Linked DNA regions of Gasterosteus aculeatus: region 2 is linked to region 1. The links are chromatin contacts, called in public Hi-C maps. All regions are on one chromosome and are shown on one strand. Each heading gives the region's core, a stretch centred on a gene start, on an enhancer-like site or on the middle of the called end of the contact. The rest is flanking DNA. Distances are from core to core; before and after follow the strand shown.

Evidence for each region. A called contact is a pair of places that touch in the nucleus more often than the background predicts.
Region 2: a contact with region 1 is called in a Hi-C map of skeletal muscle, with 5 times the contacts expected there. The contact joins the promoter of LOC120831978 here to the enhancer-like site in region 1. A contact is called at or near these places in 4 of 6 Hi-C or Micro-C datasets (skeletal muscle, tail fin and whole body).

Annotation. Positions count from the first base shown.
Region 1 is chr14:11,838,389-11,846,330 of fGasAcu3.hap1.1, reverse strand. All of the region lies in intron 1 of LOC120831978 (ephrin-A5b), which reads left to right. Among protein-coding and RNA genes, the nearest start is that of LOC120831978, 47 kb to the left of the region's middle. Within about 2 kb of position 4,635, at least 1 of the 9 cell types and tissues checked has open chromatin away from gene starts, as enhancers often do.
Region 2 is chr14:11,886,648-11,894,589 of fGasAcu3.hap1.1, reverse strand. LOC120831978 (ephrin-A5b) reads left to right here and starts at 4,900. Exons shown (of 5, transcript XM_040197965.2): 1 at 4,900-6,069. The coding sequence starts at 5,945.

The DNA.
Region 1 (7,942 bases), core at 3,386-5,885:
AAGTAGACCATGTTATATGTCCCATAGATCTTAAGAGCTCCCACTTGTCAATGGGTGAAGTACATTTGATAAACGCTTGCATGTCGTAGCTGTTTCCTCTGATAGCTATAAAACAAAAAATACAGTTTGGTTTTCTCCGAACTCTTGTAAGGCAGCTTGTAAGGAGACAACCATGACGAGCGATTCAGAGTAATCATTGTAATTATAGCAAAAGCATAGAGGTGAAAAAAAGAGGAATGTAATGGGTTCTTTAAGTCACTTATTTTCTATTCTACTTAATGAGGGGAGAGACGGTTCTGCATTTGTCTTCATATACAGTATTACAAGATCGGTGGTGACGTGACCCTCGTCTTGCATGTAGTAGCTCCCTCAGAGATTCCATGTTGTAAAACCAATTGTGCGCCCACAAGTTATGAGCAACATTTTCCCATTGATTCTCATAGAAAAGGCAAATTCGCAATTTATAGGTTTTTTTTGTCCTTTTGTAAGAGTTTGTCTTCTTTAAGAGCTCTTACTGTTTTGTTTTGCAGCCGTTAAATATATTATATTGGGCCATATAAGTAAACTCAAATGCCTCACAAGCACACACACACACACACACACACACACACACACACACACACACACACACACACACACACACACACACACACACACACACACACACACACACACAGACCTCCTAGCTTTTATACAAGACCTTTGAGAGTTTTAAATCCAGGAGGGGCTCTTTCCCACTGCCCCTCTTTCACGTCCCTTAAATTTTCTCACATCATTTGGGCTCCTTCTCTCAAGTCTCTCTCACTAGTCGATCTTTCACTCCTCTGCCCCCCCCCCCCCCCCCCACTACCCCACCCTACCCCCTCTCTCCTTTTCAAACCTTGAATAAAATCCTCTCCTCTCGGGGCCTTGAACACAACAAATTATCCGAGCTCGAGTTTTTAGCATTTCACCATCTCCCCACAGAACGCCTTTTACTCAACCAAGTCAGCCCCACTGCACTTTGATGTGTGTGAGACCTCACTGGTGGATAAGTGCTGGTGTCGGTGTGTGTGTGTGTGTGTGTGTGTATGTGTGAGGGCTTTGCAGGCTTGTCATGGGCGGGTGATTGAGTCCAGACGTTGCGGGTTCCTTCTTTTTTTTTTTTTTTCCACCGCCAAACCCCCACACTTCCCCCGACTGCTCGTGGGTTCAGAGCGTGTTGGGCCAGGGGGGGCGGGGCCACGGCTCCCCGGGGTGCAGTAAAGCGATAGGGCAGTGCGGGGGGGGGCTCGGATCGCCCCTGGGGAGGGGAGGTCAGGGGCCGTAGTCTCGGCCCTGCGGAGCGAGGATCAGGGCCATGTTAGTCAAGCAGGCTTCAGGTGGGGGCTTCCTGTAGGATCCACTGCTGCTCGCATCTGTGTTTCTCTGCCTGTTAACGTGTTCGTCCTTGTTCTCTATTTCTGCAACATTTTGGAAAAAAATTAGCTAATTCAAATTTGTAGAAATGACAAATGTTATATATTGACTGTAAAAAAATGAAGAAATATCAGATTTTTTTTATTACCTGCAGCTTTTTTCTATTTCTTAAAGTAATACGTCTGTATTGTCCTTCGCATTTAACGATTTCCTGCAATGGGAGTATAATACATTTGAAAATATAGTAACAGAATGAGACAGCGGTGACTCTGGCTTTGATTGCAACAGACCGTTACACAAAATGTGGCTAATCGCTTCAATTAATGCGATGTGTCTTCATTTGTCAGGGATTGAAAATGCTGGAATATCAGAAAAAATAATCACCATCTGTTTTCTGTTTTGAATTTAGAGAATGTTTCTTGAAAAACACCATCAACTTGAATAGAATAAACTGTGTCATGAGGTTCTTTCTATTTCATCCATTCCAATAAGAAAGTAAAACGCTGAAACCAATTCGTAAGAGAACATTTCGTAATTAAATAGCACAATAACAACAGCAGAAGGTTATTTAAGGTAGACGAGGACGATGAGCAGGTAGACAAAGACAGAAGGGATCGAGTTTGCTGAAAGAAAAGAAAAGACCGAATGAAGCATCAGGCTTTCGTTCGTTTCCTTTTCAAACTCCTTCCATCCCTCAGCAGCTCCTAAGATAGACGACAGTGAGGTCAGGCTATCACCTGGGCTCAGACGCTGGCCAAACACCGGCTCTGGGGCTGAATAATGGGCTGTCACTACCCACTGACCTCAGCTCAGCGTCTAAAGTGTCAGATCGATATCAGTCGAGCAAGGGGGGGGGGGGCAGCATCTCCCCGAGGTTACCCCGGCCGAGTGCACTGCAGGAGCAGCCACATTAAGTGAAATTAAAAGATAATTATCATCATCATCATCGCTGTATATACATACAGAGATCTGCGGGATCCTGCAGAATGCTCCTCAGTTTTGCCTCAGTACACAAACCCGGCAGGTGCTGATGGGACAGATTTCAGTCGGTGGGGGCGGGGGGGGGGCAGGAGCCGCTCTGTGGCCTCCTCGGGTTATGTGTCATTAAGGAGTGTGTGTTTCGATGTGCACGCGTGCCTGCATGCGCACACCTGCGGTTGCGAACGCTGTGTTCAACAAAGCTGTGGCTGGAACATTGTGTTGTTATAAACAGCCGTCATGGCAACGCTTAAAAAAACAGCCATCTTTGGCACCGAAGGGGTTTACGACTCGCCCACGTCTGCCCCTCGGGGTTTCACGCAGACTGAATGACGGAGGCCTGCTGTGTGTGTGTGTGTGATGACTGACACAAACGCCATGCTGCTGTTACGGCTTTGACCTTTTTGACAGCAGAATAACGTCACCAGTCATTAACCTGCCTCATACATGTAAGACAGAAGGACGCTTGTCGCAATCAGCCTATAACAAGTTTTCACCTTAAAAGGACCAAATACAGCAACTCATTATTTCCTTCCATGTTTTTGAGGACGTGGACACTGTGATAGTCAACGGTTAATATTAATCCAGTGGGAATCAATGAAGTTACATTTTTGTGACTTTTTCTCTCCAGGAGGATTCTCCTCAGACGCTAAACGGCCGACTCAAAAACAAAAGCCCGACCGAGGAGTGCCGATGAGAACTTTTTTTTTTCTCCCAGCAAAGGCCAAGAGGACAACCGGGCCTAATTAGCAAGAGATTAGAATATACATGGCGCTTTACATAACACGGCCTGCAGCAGCCTGGCACACAGCGCAGCGTAGCTGCAGCTGCGTTGAAGGACGAGTTAGCGGTTGGCACAGTCGGGACCACCAGGATCCATAAACAACACCGCCCGCTCTCGCTCTCGTCCCGTCCCTGCTTCCGCTCTCTGCTCTCTGCTCTCTATCTCCCTCTCTGGCCTCTTTTATTTTTATGTTTTAACTTCCCGAGGTGCCTTCCCACGAGTAGCAATGTGTTTTCAATCTGAGGCCAATTATTCACCTCCCCTGGTCTTGTTCCCAGCAGGGAAAAAAAAACACACAGAAAGAGAGAACTGTCTATACTTTACAGCCGCCCCCCCCCCCCCATCTCTCTGCCTGTCAACGCACAGTCGGACTGAGCCCCTCGGCAGACGCATTATGTGTTCCAATACATTCTAAACGTACGTGTGTGTGTGTGTGTGTGCGTTTGTAACCCCCCCGTCAGATGTGTGTATATAATTAGCCTAACTAAGTAATGATGGCCTTAACTTCCCAGCGGCGAAGCAGCTATGAATGATGGGACAGGTGGAGGGAGGGTGATCGGGACCTCCCAACCCCGGGGGGCAACGGGATAGACGGACCCCATCTGGTGGCATCACGTCACATGACCGGCGGTCATGATTGCCCCTTCTTGGCCCCATAAAGAGTTCCCCCTAGAGGTTATAATGCGGGACTACAGAACAGACATGGAAGGGTTTGCGTGTAGAAGCGGCGGTTTGTGTGCAGACATTGTGAGTGTGTGTTTGCGTGTGTTAAGGCAGGAGCGTCATGTGTTTCTTTGGGCTGAAATCATCTCCCCTTTTCTCTCTTTGTGGAATCACCCTGGGAAGCTGCCACCCGCCTGACCCCTGAGTGTGTTTATAAGGAAAACAACAGGAGGGCTTTATCCTCTTCTCCTTCTCGCCTTTTCACTTATTCTCCACATTCTTTTTCTTCCTCATTGATTTTTTGCTCCCCTGCTCTCTTCTTTCCTCCGTTGTTTCTAATTCTCCCCCTCTTCTAAATTCTGGCTTTTGGTTTTTCCATTTTTTTCTTCCCTTGCTTCTCTTTTTTTGAGAAAATCCACCTTTCCTACTCCTGATTTCTGTTATTTCTTTTGCTTCTCCTACTGTCTTCCACCTATTTTTCCTTCTATTTTACCCCACAGGGAGGAATAGCTGCTAATGTGTTAAACTCTGCTGTATTCAATGTGTGACATGTTTTTTTTTTTTTCATTAATAATCAAATGTGACTGGTCCAATGGCAACAATATAATCAATATGAAATGTCCTTTTTAGTAAACCGAGAACAAATAGAGATAAAGTTTGGAAAGATTTAAACTCTCCTCCTAATGCCGTTTACTTTCCCTCCTGTCCCCTCCGTCCTTTCCTCCCCCTCTCACTTCTCCCCTTTCGCTGGCTCTGCCTATGCCTTACCTGTGCCAGGGCACAGAATAACAACAACGCAGCAGAAGGGGATGAAGAAAGCAAACAAGCTGGGGAGCTGGCTGAAAAGAGGGATTACCCCCCCACCCCGTGCTTTGTTAAGATCTCCAGTTACTGATTCATTGATAAGCCCCTCCAACTGGCCGCGAGTAACTCAGCCAATCAGGGATCATTAATCCCCAGGACAAACAGACTGAGGTGCTTTTATTTTGTTAATGGCTCATTATGACACATTTTGAACTGACACAGAACTGCTGAACCGCGCTCTCGTCTGTCGGCCCGATCGTTCTTTCTGCCTCCTGCCATCGACCCCCCCGAACCCTTCCATCGGCTCTCAGCGATTCCTGCTGCTCGGAGCGACGCCAGGAGGAAAACACAACTGTTGAAATTGCCTCGATCGGCCCCGTGAAGGCTTAACGACTCACTAAATAGCCTGCAACAACAAAGGCATTTCGAAAAGGAAAAAAAAAAACGATGAATTGATGTCGCTGGTAATGAAAGTTATTGCTGAGGATCACGGACGCCGCTGACAGTTTACAGCTCGGTAAATAAATGAAGGGTTTCTCACGCCTCAGTCTGCCCCCACCCCCCCACCCCATCCCGGCAGGGGAGGGACGGGGTCAGCAGATGCTCTTTGAGTCTCAGGGTGCAGATAGCGGAGAGATCACAGTTTAGGGCCCGTTTTTTAAAAAAGACGGAACCAGAAGACGGTGAGAGATGAAACGTCATCTTTACGCGAACACATCTCGAGGCAGGCTGCGCGTTTTACGGCTCCGTGTCTTATCAATATTTCACCCGTGCTCCGCAAAAAAAAAAACGCCCATCGAGCAAAACATCTGGCGAACAGCTGTCTCGTCTGTTTGGTGCTCTCGCCACTCTCACGGTGCGTTTTATAGTCGTTTGTAACAAACACCCACGGCCCATATTTCTAGATTTAGGTTTTACACGTGTTAGGCCACATTTGAGCCTCTTCCGCACTGACATCCAAATCCCTCTCTGGTGAAGCGATCACGTGGGCGGGGAATATAGATGTGATTCCAAGAGAAGAATGAGAAACCAATTGGCCAAACCAAAGAGTTGCGCCGACCCCCCCCCCGGCGGCTGAGTAATACTATTCTTGTTTTCTTGGTGTTATTCTTTATCTTAAACCCCACTTACCCGTTCTTCTCCCCGGCTGCCAACCTCACAGTATTTTCTTATCGTTGCAGATTTGTTGTATCCAGTAGGGATTTGTATGTCTTGGTCTTTTGTGGTGCGACAGTGCAGATAAAGTTGACCTGCTATCGGCTCATGTTGTGAGTGGTGACTCAGCGTTGCTATTTCAATGCTGTAGTTGTTTCACATGGTGCTGTTTAGATTTGATTTGCATGTCAAATTATGAAAATATATTTAGCTGTAAGTATTGTTTTTGAATAAATAAATGTGCTTCAGGCCCAAATTAGTTTTATAAATGATTGAAGCCTCTCAGCAAAATGATAATGAACTAATTCACTAGTTTTTTGAATAATTTTTATTATTATTAAACATGATTTTTTTTTTATCTGCTCTAAAGCTCAGATTGAAATCCAATCAGAAGTGCTCACTGTAGACTGAGCGCTGTCCCGACTCCATCTGCACCCATCTGAATATCTGAACATGAACCCACCTCTCTCTCTCTCTTACAAAAGCTTTAGTTACAAACTCTTCTTAATCCTGACTAATCTTAAACTGCTACTCCCGGGTCACATTTGATTGACAGCCAGTGACACTTGTGAGGTTGACGCTAACACTTAGGGCCTAATAAAACACAGGGGGACAAAGCAGAATAGCCCACAGTGCTTCTGGCGGAGGACATGATACTGTGGAGCCGGTTGACCCCTGGTAGTCATAATACCAGCGTGCAGCTCTGAAACTAGAGGCTAAAGGAGGCCATGCTGTGCCTGCCTGGAGCCAAAGCGCCCAGCTGGTGCTGAAGGGGGGGGAATAGAACTGAAAGAGAAAACAAGGGCTTCGGTTTCGCGTTTGACCAGACTGTAATTAGAGAGCGAAAAAGATTAGAAGATGGCTGCTTGATGCCGCGAGAAACCCTTCGCAGCCGCCTATCCGGCACGCACGCACGCCATCCGCTCATTTGTGGCAAACCCAGTAGGGCGGCCACTAATCCTTCGGCATATTTACAATCTGTTTAACGACAACGCGATACCCCCGGCACGCCGCGGCCAGCACACACCTCCCTCCGCGCCTCTCATGCTCCCCGCCAAAAAACCTGACACGTATAAGTCAGCGGCAACAGCCGATCCGCCCTCCCTGTCCCACCTGGCCTCAGATCAGCTGACTGGTACCACATTTCTGCATGTCTGATGCAACGTCACGGTAAAGAAAGTTTCCCCCTGTATCCGATGGTCGGCCGCTCTCGCGGTACGTGGCCCGTCTCCCCCGGCGTCGCTCACCGTGTCAGTGAGCAGAGGTGGAGCATTGGAGACGTCCTGCGGCATGTGAGGGACACTGAGGGGCCGCCAGCGGCTGCAGACACACAACCAGCTCGGCCGTCCAAGCGTAATCGTCTCTGCTGAAATGAAACCTCACACGGTGTCACATGGGAATATGTGATATAATGAATACCTGGTACGCAGCTGCACCCCCCCTCGCCTCCCCTCCCGCCCCCTCCTCACTTCTGTGTCCACTCGCTTAACAGTAAACACTAGAAATCTCGTTTCTAGGCGAAGCTTGAGAACCAGCCTCCTCTCCCTGACTCCAGATTCCACGAGGGGCTCCTACATCAAGCTGTCATATCAGGCGAATGAAAATCTCCTCCTACAAGGGGGGGATCCTCTTAACGCGGCTAAAGGCACATGCTAACCAGAGGATTAGCCTTGCATCGCTAGGGGACTTTAATTTCAGCACCGGCATAAGTCATCGCTGTTGATGTACGGCTCCGAGCTGGCTCGCGTGGGTCCTGAGAGGTTTCTGCCGGGGCAGGTGGGGGATTCAGTTGAGTCTCACAAGAGGCTCGCGATTGAGAGTGACATAATGGGATGTTATAAACACAACCAGAGCCGGGGAACGTCTAGTTTCCAAACGCCTACGGGAAAACGTTCTTCAGCTGCGGCCTCACAGAGAAACACAAAGTATCATCTGTTGTCATCACGTGTCGGAGCACTCGGCTCCCCTATCGAGGACGAGTCATCAAGGAGTGTGATAGGGAGAGACTCCCCAAACAAATCAACCAGTAACCACACTCCCACTTAAGCAGCTGATGCCAATGCACCCTTGAGCAAGTCACCACTTCGGGGGATTTGAAAGTTGGCTGCGTGCGAAACCCAGAGCAGGCTGCAGTAAAGAGAACATGCGCGCTCAGCATGT
Region 2 (7,942 bases), core at 3,651-6,150, 48 kb before region 1:
GGACGTGCTCCACGGGTCACAGACATTACTTACCTACACGCAGGGAAACATCACAAAGAAAGCACCGATGGAGAGAGGTTTGGCCTCCATAAAAACGCATGGGGTGTGTGTGTCTTTGTGGGAGCTCACACGCACTCTTTTGCTTTTGTGTGCAAGTGTGAGTTTGTGTATTTGTACGTGCAGAGGTTATGTATACAAAAAGAGTTCAACCAGGTGCCACACACAGACCCAGAAGTGCAGATCGGAGCGGAATAACTGGGACCTCCCACGTCTTTCTGGCTCTGTCAGCCTGTCATCGTGCATCTTCCTCACATCGCTCCTCTCTCAACCCCTGTTTCACCTTAATTTGTGTATTTTTCACTGGGGCCAAACCTTTTTGTAGCGTCGATGCTGCGGGGCTGCACGTAAAGGCCAGCTGGCAAGGTTCACGCTGGTGTTTTAGGCAGAGCGATGAAGAAGGAGAGACAAACCGCTCCCCTGGGGGAGAGATAAACATTTACTTTTGCATGAGGGGATGTCGATAGCATTATAAGCAGAAGGGAGAAAGAAAAGAGGTGAAAGTAAGAATAAGTTGAATGGACAGAAAGAATGGAAGGATAGATATAAAAGGTCGAGGTATTCTAACAACAATGGCTGACTTGTGTTCTTATTTTTCTTAAAACTAGCAGAGAAGGGCTCGCAGAATGTTAAGTGACCATAACCACCACCAGACATTCATCTGCGGGGGGAAGAAGCACAGCAAGATTGAATTTGTTTTAAATGGAAAGTTGAAAGGGCGGCCCAGTCTGCACTCCCAAGATGTTTTTTACAAAAATGGTGTTTGCAACGGATATGCACCGACAATTCTGGCTGGTGGAAACTTAACCGAGCAGTTAGTGACCTTGCTCTGGCCTCGGCAAGGATAAGACCATAAATCATGCAGCATTAACCGGCTGTCACTAATGTTCCAATTATAGATCAATTATAATGTAGTGTAAATTACAACTGTAGAATGAAATGTGTTAATGCATTGCACATGAACGCAGCTCTTATTTTTTTTTTAGCGAGGAAAGAGGTGATAATGCAAAGATACTTCTTTGCTTGGTGTTTGCAACTTCATCATCATAAAAACAAGCGGAGACATTTGTGTTTCCTGGGCGTTGGACGTAGAAAGAAAATAAAGCGCAGGACTCCAAAAATCTTCGTCCAGTTAGTATTTGTATCTAATCTAATCGGCCCCAAATTGATAAGACAAACAAACAGTGTAACATTCTGAGATCAAAAAAGCAAGTCCAAGTGAAAGCAAACACATACTGTATTGTAAATGTCATGAGACACATGCTCTGTGGCAGTTATCTCACATGAGCAGTAACATCAAGTCCTCGTTCAGTGTGTGTTTATATCCCACCGCAGGAATCCCAAACTAGAAATGCACCAACGGGCTCCACCAAAAAAAAAAAAAACATGCGTGCAATGCTTGCTTGTCTCTGCACCGTAATTCAGATCCGCTCGGAAATTGAAAGGACTCTCCCTTGGCCCACGCTACACCCAATTGGGCGGGTACGTTTTCTGTAATCCTGCCAACGAATAAACAAACAAACCAAAGTGAAAACAGGTCCTATTAACAAAAAAATCTGAGAGGATGCTGCGGAAATATTCCATTCAAGGGAGGAAAACAAGACAACAATCCTGTTTGGGGAAAAAAATACTGCAGTTTAGAGGAAAGAGATATCTGTCGAATTACAGGTCTTTTCTTTTTCAGCCAAGTGCTAAATACCCTATTTTGAAAACTCAAATTAATCAGCAAAAATATATAAACAACTCAAGTGCTCACAGAATAATTTACTGGTAGTAAAGAAAATAAAGAACAAAAGAACAGGAATATTGAAAACGAGATTACAGTGTTGCCAGCTGCTAATGGAGGAGGACCGAGAGGCTGTAATGTCTGTGTCACAACGTAAACACTCAGTGGCACTTTGATGGCGCTGCTTTATTACAGATTGCCTTCATAAACAAAAGCGCAGAGGGGGAAAAAAAATAAAAAATCGCAGGACGCCGCCTCTCTGTTCGCCTCGGAGCACATCTGTGATGGTAGAACCGTTGTGCCTGTGATGTACTCCTCACATGGGGGATCTCATTCCACCGCGCATGTGACAGTCCACTCATAAGGCCACGAGGAACATTAGGATGCACCGCTGTGATCGCAGCCCCACTGACCCTAATTTATAATGCCTTCATTGTCTTGGCGAACACAGGCGTGTATCAGGCGTAAATGAAGTAGGACAGGCACTTTAGCCGGCGAGATGAGGTGATTATAGCTCATGGATTAGTCTGCCTGGGCGAGGTGGCTGATCAGCCTGACGCGCGCGCACACACACACATACACACACACAAGTGTGTGTGTGTGCACCCAAGCTCACGTGCACATATGGGAGAAACAAAACCCCTCTCAGACCTGAAGGTTTGTGTATACACAATTTATGCATTTACAGGACACACGCATGCATGTGTGCACACACACACACACACACACACACACACAACCTCACTGCTGCACCCAAACAAACACAGTGTGAGGTGGGTTTACTGTAAACAAAGCCAACAGGGGGATGATGAGCCCAGTCTGGCTCAGCTCGTGTCGTACAGCAGGTGCATGTTGCCGGGGCGGACATGTTTTTTTTTCTTCACAAGTTGTTTCTTTTGGATTATGTATAATTGTGTATTTCATAAAGCAAGATTAGCAGCAAAGCCATGGCTTATTTCAGTAATTCCTCCTTATTTTTAGGAAATTGCTTCATAAAGGAGTCTACTCTGGAAAAGACCCCCTGCAGAGTATCCTGGTCCAAGTCAGGTTAGTTTCCAGGCTGATCTTCACTGGTTTACTGTGGATCCTCTACGCCGCTCCAGTTTTGCATCAACTGTTGCATGAACTGAACAACAATGACATAGTGGAATAATGTCTACCAGGGCAGAGTCGCCCTCCCTCTTGTGGGATGTATCTCAGCTCCTCTGTGCTTCGTTGACGTATCCGTGCTGGACGCGCATGTGAGAGTTGAGAACATCCTTTGCACCGGGCGGTTTCCTTGCGTAACTGTAGCACTCACCTCTCCGGCTGCTCCTCAGGCAAAGCTCTGTCCTGTTGCGTTCGTTGGCACTGTTTGCAGGTTTAGCTCTGTTAGCCGTTAGCCGCCGGCTCAGCCTTCACTGCGTTCGGAGACGCGAGGAGGCACCGGACACGCTCTGAATGTCCTTTGGAATTGGAGGTTGGTTGTATCTCCACAAACATTAGCATGATCAAGGTTTTAAATAAACCATTATAAAATTCAGTGAAGGGGTTGTTTTAAATCCGCCCCATGGCCGTAGGCTTATACTAAGACACGTTTTCATGATGTGTTCTCTGAACACCCTCCAGTTGGTTTATTGAAGGTACAATATCATACCACCAAATGAGCAGCACTCATCTCATCTAACAATCTAGTGGACAATTGAACTCATTAAAAAGAGAAAGATACCACCAGATTGAGATCCTTTTTATACCAAAGCTGTTTCTTGCATCAAAAAGTTGAATTTGAAGTTGTTAATTGCAGTTGCATGAATGTACCTTTTAAATGAATGAATTAATCAAATTAAGGGACATGGGGAAAAAGCCACATGTAAGAAAAGAAGAGTCCACATTTGTTTATTAAAAGGTAATTGTTGGATGCTAACAAACTAAAGTCATCTTACTCCGAGGCAGCAGTGTGAACCACTTAGCCACTCTTCTGCGCAGTTACAGACAATAAAACATTTGATATGATACATGTGTGATTCAACCCTTTCTATTTCACTTAATTTTGCAGGTGATCGATTGCATTTTGGTCAAATAAAAAAAAAACCTTTTGATTTGAAAAAGTATTTCTCCCCATTCCTCCTTTTGTGTTGCTTCTATTGGAGAAATGCAATTCGGTGCAATGGGAGCAGAGGTTTTGCAATGAATGTCCACACTGGGGACTTAACAAATGAGCAACCCTGAACCAGCCTGGTTCAGGGGGAATAAATCAGCCTGTCTGTGAACAGAAGCCGCGGACCGAGCAGCGCCGGTGGCGACTGTTCAGCGGCTCGGCAAAGTTGTACAACCCTCCAGTTGAGCCCAGCGGCCCTCGGATGAGCTCCCCCTGTGCTGCTGTTCTTATGAAGAGGATTAGAGAGAAGTCTGTCCCTATCTGCTCCGACTCACTAATGGACCTTCTCCCAACTCCACTTAAGTACTGTTTTTCAGAATGTTTCAAATGTTCTTGAGTGTGTGCACAGTCTTGAATTCTTTCCAAAGAGACGATTCCTGTTGCTTTTCCAATGATCGCCACTACGTGGCGCACTGAGTCAGGGACCCAAACTACGTGTGTCCACAAGCCCTGCAACCCGAAAGGGAAGCAAAGCAGTCTGGAATGTCTGGGAGACAAACATGTGGCTGAGAAAAACAAAACATATTTAAATCTATAATTTAGAGGCAAACTAGAGGAAATTAAAGCATTTTGATTTTGCACGCATAATAATGTTTGGCTTGTGACGTAATTCAATGCAGAATGGAAAGTTTGTTTCCCCCCAACAATGCAAACGAAAAGTCGTGCCAGCCGAGATGCTTAACTGGTTTTGAGGCACTGCAGTCAAAGGGACCGTCTGGAGAGCAGTTGGAAACCATTTCCTCTGGCAGGCACCACTGCATTTACTGACAAAGCAATTGTTTTCCGCAAAATTCCTTCGAGCAAATTTCTTTAATTCTATTGGAAAGAGCCGAACTTTGGTTCTGGGACATTTAAATGAAATCACATTTGAGGACAAACGTTACATTGATTGAGACCAAGTGAAATGAAAGTTCAACGCGTCGAAGAGGAGCACGTTGTGAAACGATCTGGGATGAGTCTGCCAGCCGGGGGGGGGGAGGGGGCAGAGAAACACATGTAGGAGGGATGTCGACGTAAACAAAACGACCGTCATGCAAAACCCAAGCCAATGAGAATTAGTGCAACTGTGAAACTGTACCAGCAAGAAATGTCCGCGCCAACAAACAGGACTGAAATTCTTTTCCGTTTTGCATAATTTGCTCCAGAAGATTCAGCAGCGACCAGCAGCACCTTTTGCAGCGTACCCCGGCTGGCAGGAAGGTGGAGAGAGAAAGAGAGAAAGGAGGGGGAGGAGGGGGTCGTCGTGGGGAGTCGGAGGGGGGTGGTCCGGGAGAGCATGGCCGCAGGAGACCGAGCGCCGCAGTCTCGCGTTTGCTTCCTCCACATCGACATCGCCGCTTCTTGTGCGCTCTCGGTGATGTTGCGGAGCCGCTCGTCGGGGTGACGCTCAACCCGGAGACTGTGCGCGTTTACGCAGCGACGTTCTGTTTGTTTTCCTCTCTATCTCTCTCCTCTCTTTTCCTCGTTTTCCTGCCCGTGTGCGTGTGTTGTTTGCGGCGGAGGGACAGAAGCGCTCGGGCGGCTGCAGGTTCAGCTGGAGCCGAAGAAGCTGCCGGTTTGGAGTCCTTCGGGCTTCCCTCCCGAACCGCACCGAACGGATCTGGAGCCGCACGGACTGTATTTCTGATCTGTTTATCTGTTGTGTTTCATCCTCCTTGGTTTTTTAAATATTGCCCCTCCACACCGCGCACCTCCTCTCCGGGAAATTCGAGGCGAGTTGGAGAAACAGTTTCGCAGCGCGCAGCGGAGTTGCGGAGGATCGTTGGGGCAGAAACACTGTGGCTTTTTGAAGTAGAAGTCGTTTTCGAGCAGAAGGTTTTTGGTGCAAAGTCATCGATCTGACTGTCGTCAAGCCGGTTTCTTTTTTTTGTTAAAGCAGAGAAAGACATTTCGTTTGGTTGCGAACACCGAGCAGGAAGCTGCACCTGTAAAGCGGACTCTCCGCGCAACATCTCCCCGCCACATCCGTCACATCGGCACCGGGACCGGAGTCAATTTGGCACCGTCGGAGTTCCAGAGCCAAGATGCCGCAAGTGGAAATGATCCTCTTCCTCTTCCTCGTCGTAGTGGTGTGTGTTTACTGCCAGGACCCGGCGTCCAAGGTGGTGTCCGACCGCTACGCCGTCTACTGGAACCGGACCAACCCCAAGTAAGTAGAACCCTTCTCACCCTTGCGCACCGGCGCACAGAGGTGGCCAACTTCCCCCTCAAACGTCACCCTGTTCAAGCTGTACTCTGGTCGGTTTTACGGTAGTTTTAATCGTCGGGTGACGCACGGCGCGCGCACTCCGCATCCCCAGCAGTTTAACAAAACGTCATTCTATATACTTACCAGTTAAATATCCAAACCTGCAATTACATCGATTTGTAACGATGCATATTTTCCTTATTTTGCTGCTTTGCATGAACACCGTTACGATGTGTCCGCACTCACGCGCTGCCTCCACCGAGGAGATCTGATCTGATAATTCATGATTTAATAATCCTACATAATCTGAACGAGTTTTGTGCGGCATGAAACATATACTTCTCGGAGGGACAAGAGCCTTCGCACGCGGGCTGTCCGCTGTTACGCGCCTTTACGCGTTCATGTTCGGTGGTTCGCTCCACGTTCCCACGTACGAGGAGACCCGCGCCGCCTGTGTTCAAATGACTCTCCAGTCTGCTGCAATGGGTCCTACTTGATATAATTGTGAGTGTGTTTATCACTATCACAGTGAGGCGCTGCTCAGCTCATCAAAAAGGCTCAATGAGTGGATTTGTGGATTTTGGGTGACTCAAAAACGAGCAGCTTGTCCTGTGACGGTTTTCATAATCAAGCCCCCCCCCTCCAAAAACAACTTAGTCCATATGAGTGCAGCTCGTTCAGTTGGAATACCAAAGTGACATTTCTCTCCAGAGTGTGTCGGGACACCTCCCCGGGTGACTCAGTGCCTTGGCGTTGGCACTCGAGCACATGGTGATATAATGTGTGTGTCACTTTGTTTCAGTTGGAATACTTTCGTTGCTGGCTGCAGTTTCGGCATGAGTCAAACAAAAAGTTTAAAAAAAAGCAAAAAGAATGCAAATGTACATCAGAGAAGAGAACAAGGAACCGGCCTGTTGAGGAGTTAACTGACGGGATTGTTAATGATGCAAATCCAAAACATTTCCTGGTTCCCAAGTCTGGTGTCTTGGTTGCTGGGCTCCTACATCCAAGACCCCCCCCCCCCCTCCCCCAATCTTTTCCTCCCCCTGCCGGCCCACGCTGGGGTAGACAATGAGGGGGTACACAGGGACATTTCAGCAGCGGCCAAGGCACAGCGTGGCTCTCGGCCTTGTGAGAGATCCCCGCATGCTGAGGTCACACACTTGGTAGTAACCGGGCAAGTTGTGGGTTAAGCAGCACAGAGGGGACTGTTGTCAGGGTCAAAACCGGGGCAGCACCGCCGGCCATGGGGCCCGGTGATGGGCCCGGCGCGGCGCCCCGCATGGGCTTTGTCTCTGCAGAATGGAGGGCTAAATAAATGAGTAACTCTAAATGACTGTCTCCTTTTCTCATTCATGGATTTAATCTAAACCCGACCCCGGCTGCATAATGGGAGGGAGGGCTGCGGTTAAAGCCCGGGCCCCCCCCCCCTTAACCTGCAGCAGAACCCAACAGCGTTCCGTACGAGCTCGCCAGCCCCCGGATCCCCGCTGCTTAATGTAACCACACTCGGTATTGGAGCCCCGGGAACCCGCTGCGGTACCGCCCCAGCTTCCAGATGAGCTTTCTTACCCCCCTCTCCTGACATCTCCGCTGCATATTTGACCAAAGTGGGGCGGAATGGCATCCGGAGCAGCGGTCCATACTCAGCCATTCATGAAATCCCCTACAGGAGCTCTGGAATTGAAATGGGAAGTGAGTCGTGAAAAATGGAAATGCGATGACATTTCATGTTTTTCTATTGTTTGAAAGGGGCTAAAAAGAAACCTTTCTCTTTGCGTGATTTAGATAGACATGCTTTCATGTTTGCTCTGCTTCCATCTCGGGGGGGACA